Regions from separate parts of the Sus scrofa genome. Here region 2 is linked to region 1. Evidence: chromatin contacts called from public HiChIP or PLAC-seq data. All regions are on one chromosome and are shown on one strand. The core of a region is the stretch at or near the end of the contact, and the rest is flanking DNA. Distances in the headings are between cores, read along the strand shown.

Region 1 (3,052 bases), core at 301-2,800:
AGAATGGTTGAAGAACACTCAGCCAGCAGATGAGGGGGATACCTGAGAATATGGCTTCAAAAATACAAGAAAAAGCTTTTGAAAAATTAAAGCTGTTTATAAAAATTAGATGGGTTTATTTCCAAAGGTAATGTAAGATAAGTCAATGAAAATGGTTAACTAAATGCTGCATGACTGTGGAAAAGGATCAAATACATGAACTGTATGAATGAACTTATCCCGTAGATTCATCTCTTAGACTAAGGGTGTCATGTGTTCCTGAAAATCCTTAAAAATATGTTCAGTGAATTTTAAAGGTAGTAATAATACTAACAACATTTTCTGAGTAAACTCATACACTTTGCTTTAAAGTGGTAGTATACCAATAAAAATTAGTAATAGTTACTCTGCTAAATGAAGCAGAACAGTAGAAATAAAATAAGCTACTAATTTGGCTTGTTGGTATTTAAAAAATTTATTGAATCTAAAAGTTCTGGAGCGAATCCAAATTTGTGCCTTCTCTCTCCACCCTGTACAGTTTACAACTGGAATTCATGTTAAACGTTAATTTTAATTTTCGAGCATAATGTATTAAAATGTCATTAATAAATGGAAACTACGCGGTCTAAGTATGGAATCCTTCATGTCTCCACCTCCATCACCTAACAAAAAAAACCCAACAACCAGGAAAAGTGAAGGCAGATTCTGGCTCAAGGTGTTACAGGATCGCTAAGCTCCAACAGCACGGAAAACAAAATCCACAAGTCCCCTATTTCGGCTTCAATTGAGTTTAGCAAGCACCAAAGGCCGGGGGCAAAAACTGTTAACAAGAAACTGAGAAAGCAAGTCTGGCCATTGGGCACGCTCACCGCCAGGCAACAAACTCCCACAAACCCATCAACTCGCAACTCTGGCGCTGCAGTTAACTTTCCGAGAGCAGCATAAGTAGGCCCGGAAGAGCCCAAAGGCACCTCCGCGGAGCTGCTTTATCAGCTGCTTCTAAAGTCGCTAGGCGGATGATTCACCGCCTCTCGCGAGGGCAACGAACTACAAACAGACGGGGCATCCGGAACAGGCCAGCGAGCCTCAGCCCAACGCGGGGGGGCGGGCGGGGAATGCGCGCGGCCCCAAAGGCAGCAGACCTACCCTTTCTCTCCAGAGACCGGGAAACTCATCGGGCTCGCCTATTTCACCCCAAATGACCCCGGTCCCTTTGCTCGGCAAGGCTGGGCGGAAAACTACCCCCAATGCGGCGAACCCATTGTTCATTACCTGATGTTCCGCGGAGGCCCCTGCGCAGGAGCCGGGACTCCGGTCGCTGTCGCCGATTTTGGACGGCATCCCGAGACCACCTTTCTCAAGGTTCTCTGGCCTGTCCGAGCTGCCACAAACATCTTACCGAAGCCGGTGCGCCTCTGGGACCAGGCAGACGGCACCGCCCTCCTTCCCGGGGCCCGACCTTCCCGGCGCCGGCGCCTTCCAGCCAATCGGCGGGCCCCCTGAGCCGCCAGACACGCCCCTTCTCCCTCCCAGATTGCGCAGAGCTGACGCACATTCCCACTGCCGCAGGGCGTCCTGTAAACGCGCTCGTCATCCTTCCTGCCAATCAGAGGGGGCGTAGGGCCATCGGTACCCACCTCTTTCCGCCGGCCACTCTCTAGTTCCTGCCGCGCGCTTGGGCGCCTTACGTAAGGTCCACGGTGACCGCTCACCCCCCTTCCCGCGCTGGAACTCTTCCCCGGATTCGTCAACCGCCGCGGTTCTCTTGGGTGCTGTTTCCGGTCGTGAGGCTCGCCACATGAGCGCAGCCCGGGGGCGGGAGGAAGCCCGAAATTCTAGGTGTTAGTTATGTAACTATCCAAACCGGTGAGTGCTGGGTCGGACCTGCCATCCCTGCTGGCCGTCAGTCTTGTTGTTAATGATTGTCTAATACAGTACCTGCCGTGCTTACCCAGTGAGGTTGGTGTGAGGGCAGTGTAAGGCCATGTCGTTAGGAAAGAGACTCGGGGGCGTTTGCTTTCTGCCTGTGTAGGCAACATTTTAATTGGTGTTCGTATGTGATAATGCTTTGTGCAGTTGAAATCCGTTGCTAGAAAGCATATTAAGCATTTTCCAGTACAACACAGGAGGTTCTTGTCCATTGAGGTGGTTCTGAGCTGCATCGAAATAATCCAATATCAGATTACTTTCGAATACCCAGTCCCTGCTCTTCTTGTCTTGAACTTTAAATATTGCCTCAAACATATTGCTTTAAAACACGTTTTAAAAAGTTTTATTGAAGTATAGTTGATTTACATTAAAACACATCTTAACCGTATTACTCCCCCACTCAATACCCCAGTGGTTACCAGTTGTCTACAAAATACAGGCATTGCACTAGGACATCCTACTGACTCCTATTGCAAACTACTGGTATTGTTAACTAGAAGGCCTGTTAACATTTTCAGTGCAAGACATGATGTACTTGTGTACTTAATATAAGGCTTTTTTTTTTTTGGACTTTTTAGGAATATGGAAATTTCCAGGCTCGAGGTTGAATCAGAGCTGCAGCTGTTGGCCTCCGCCACAGCTACAGCAACCCACTGAGCAGGGCCAGAATCAAACTCATATCTTCATGGATACTAGTCGGATTCATTACCGCAGAGCCACAACGGGAACGCCAAGGCCTTCTTTTGTTAAATCCAAAATTTTCTCACTGAACTCTTCCCAGACACAAGAAAATATCTATTGAATTGAGTCACCCAATTGAATAGTTTACCAATTAAAACTTATAAGGCAAATAAAGGAATTTTTGTAATAGATGACAGTGTAGAGTACTCATTTGACTTCTCAGCAAAGGAAAGAATAATATAAACTTAAAGGTGATAATAAACTCTGGTTGAGTTTTAGTAGATGACAGTGCTTCCACAAATGGGGGCTAAAAATCTGTCTCTACAATAGGAGAAGATTGGTAGTAAATTGAAACTCAGCAGAGACCTGTGGGAAGCAGTATGTTAGAGTCCAAACCAGTTATGCTGCCAAAAATATATTTGATACAACACCACCTATTAAGTATTCTTGACAAAATAATTGA
Region 2 (3,052 bases), core at 159-2,658, 2.2 Mb before region 1:
TATATATACCTTCGTCATCACTTGACTCAGGGCACAAAGTTGGCAGGCACATTGTTTTAAAGCATTAATTTCAAAAGCAATAAACTGTTTAATAAACTAATTGTTTCACAGTTCAACAAACACATTTAGCCATATTCTAGCTTTACCTGATAACACTAGCACTACCCAAGAGAACTTTCTGCAGTTGATGGAAATAGTCCATAGAAATGCTCTGTATTTGCACTGTCCATTACAGCACTTAGAAACCTTTGGTGCTACTGAGCACCTGAAGTTAGTGCGACTAAGAAACTGGATTTTTAATTCTATTTAATTTTAATTAATTTAAAGTCATATATAACTAATGGCTACTGTACTAATGACAACAGCAGTTTTAGATTAAGATCCAGCTTTCCAAGACAACATATCCTGCAGCCACAAAATTAATAATAAAGATAATATCACACACTAGGACTTCCCGTGGTGGTTTAGCGGAAACAAATCCGACTAGTATCCATGAGGACATGGGTTCCATCCCTGCCCTCGTTCAGTGGCTTAAGTAAGGATCCAGCGTTGCTATGGCTGTGGTGTAAGGCCAGCAGCTACAGCTCAGATTTGAACTTACATATGCCGTGGGTGTGGCCCTAAACACACACACATACACACACACACACACACTCATTCACAAAAACAAAAGTACAGAATTTAAGTGAGCATCAAAGTATTGACATGCTTAGCAATTACTGTCCCTTTCTTAGGGTTACTGAGAATGTCACACCTAGTAAAGCCTTTTTTGTTTACTTGTTTGCTTTTTTAATAACTGCCAGCGTTTTTTGAACACTACATACTAATTTAAAAGCCATCTCTCCGTCTCCTGCCCAACACCCACACACACACACACCCCTCTGAGAAACCAAGTTGTAGAATAAATATACATTATCTGTCTCATTTCTATGTCTTAAATTCCACTTCCTGGACTGCCAGCTCGCTCTTTCCAGGTTGTAGCCCTCCAAACACAGCCTTCCTCTGGGGCTCTATGAGGAGGGGATTAGGGGCGTGGAAGGGGCGATTTGGGATTTCGTGGAGCCACCCGGGTTAGCACACGTGTGGGTGTGTTCAGGCGAGGCACGGAATCAGGCAGCAGCTATGACGGAAGAATCTAGAGAATTCTCATAGCCACAAGGGAAAGGAACAGGTGCCCAGGAAGGCCGCAGGTTACCTGCACATCCCCGGGGAAATAGAGAACGTGATGCTGGGGCGGCGTTTGCGGCTCCACCTTCGTCGGGTCCCCAGGGAGGTTCCGCGGTTCCTGTCCCTCCCCCGCGGCCACCGCCCCCGCCGCCAGCAGGAGCAACTCGTTGCAGCGCTGCGGATCTGCACCCGGCACCGTGGACAGCCGCAGGCACTGCGGTCGGAGCCCCTCGGCCGAGGAGCAGAGCGCGCCGCCGCTGCTGCTGCTGCCGCCAAGGTTCATGGTTCTGGCCTGAGAGCAGGTCGCGGCGATTCCGATTCCGAGTTGCGGCAGAAGAAGCAGCAGCGGCGGCGACCGCAGGAGCCTGAACCCCCACATGGGTCGCCGCCGCCAGAGCGGTTCGTGTGGTGGGGAAAGTCTCGAGGGAGGAACTTCGGCCCGGCGGCACCCAACGGTCAGCAGGAACGGCCCGGGCGGGACCTGCAGTGGGGGCAAAGTGGCGTCAGAGGCCGACGTCCGCGCGCAGCGTGCGTCACGGAAGGAGGGGTGTGCGCGAAATTCGACTCGGGTTCCCGGGAGGAGGCGACGAGGGGGCGTGGCCCGGGAAGGACGTTTATGATTGGTGGGTTCTGCACCAGCGGGAAGTTCGAACGGAAGTCTCGGAAGGAACCTGAGGAAACGCAAAGGAAGAGGGAGTGAGCCGAGGACTCCCAGCGGGAAGGGCAGCCGTTGTGACATTCCTATAGCAGAGGCTGCCGAAGGTCGCTGTCCAGTAGTGGGGTAGAGAGTTTTGAGTATACCATGCCCCTCTTTCTGTAGACTCAACTTTCAGGTGAGGTTTTTCTAGTCCTTCGGGCCTTAAAAGAGACACAGCCCCAGAGATAATAGAGTAACTCTGTCCTGTGGGACAGAACTTCTGTGGGAGGTCTTTTACGTGTTCTGCATGAAGAAAATCTCCCTCTTCTCACACCCTCGCGTTTCCCTGCGGACACACAAAGATTTCTAGGTTCCTGAGACTTGATTTAGTTATGAAGTCTAATGCGTCTCTGGTAGCAGGGAGCAGGACACAAGGAGTGGGATGGGGGAAATGGGAACAAGCTTTAGTTGTTACACATTTGATGTCATTTTGATGTCGTTGGTGTTTACAGCCAACGGGACTTGCTATTTTAGGGTTTTCAAAAACCAGCTTGAACACTAGGAAAGTCATAGGTGTCCAACAATTATCTGTACCCAGTTGAGTATGAATAAGATTTAACTAAAAGTATGCAAAAGACGAGGAAGGGGGGAGCCCAGTGTTCTAAAGTCCTTGTGAGGCAGGGCACTGTAAGGTAATGTGTGGGAGAAATAATAGTGAGAATTTAAAATATTACAGCCAACATTTATTGAGGCATATTGTAGGCCAGAAGTTGAACTAGGCACTTCATATATTAACTCTTCTGGGTCTATATATGTGTGTACTTAAGTACACACGCTCTTTTCTTTACTCCACATATCAAATATCAATAAGTAGCCTTGAAGTATGAATACAAATGAGTAAATGATAAAATGTAGTTTTCTTACATATACTTATATATACTTAGTGACTTCAGAGAGGTATAATATGATAGCCTACTCTGGTCTAATTATTGAGTTTCATCTGACATCATAATAGTAACCAATCAAATTTAATTTTACCAAGTATATCTGCTGCTTCCTAAAAGTAACTGGTTAAAAAGAAGCAGAGGCTAATTATATAATAATGAATATATAACCATATTTCAGCAATCAACCTTCATTTTATTTTGTGAATCACATGCATGTTGTTACCATCTCTTGTTAGGTAGAGGATTACTAAAATGTAATCCATAAACCAAACGTTTTCATGGGGTTTGATTTTTGTGGTCT

What was found. HiChIP or PLAC-seq counts read pairs in DNA pulled down with a chosen protein or histone mark.
Region 2: a contact with region 1 is called in an H3K27ac HiChIP or PLAC-seq map of skeletal muscle, with 6 times the contacts expected there. The contact joins the promoter of LOC100522040 here to the promoter of COQ10B in region 1. A contact is called at or near these places in 1 of 5 promoter capture datasets (liver) and 1 of 2 datasets of contacts at active chromatin or transcription factors (skeletal muscle).

The regions. Positions count from the first base shown.
Region 1 is chr15:101,336,510-101,339,561 of Sscrofa11.1, reverse strand. COQ10B (coenzyme Q-binding protein COQ10 homolog B, mitochondrial) reads right to left here and starts at 1,550. Exons shown (of 5, transcript XM_001928774.5): 1 at 1,252-1,550. The coding sequence starts at 1,373. It overlaps SF3B1 (splicing factor 3B subunit 1), which reads left to right and starts at 1,544. Exons shown (of 26, transcript XM_001928794.4): 1 at 1,544-1,845.
Region 2 is chr15:103,541,513-103,544,564 of Sscrofa11.1, reverse strand. LOC100522040 (formiminotransferase N-terminal subdomain-containing protein-like) reads left to right here and starts at 1,408. Exons shown (of 7, transcript XM_021075940.1): 1 at 1,408-1,622. The coding sequence starts at 1,545.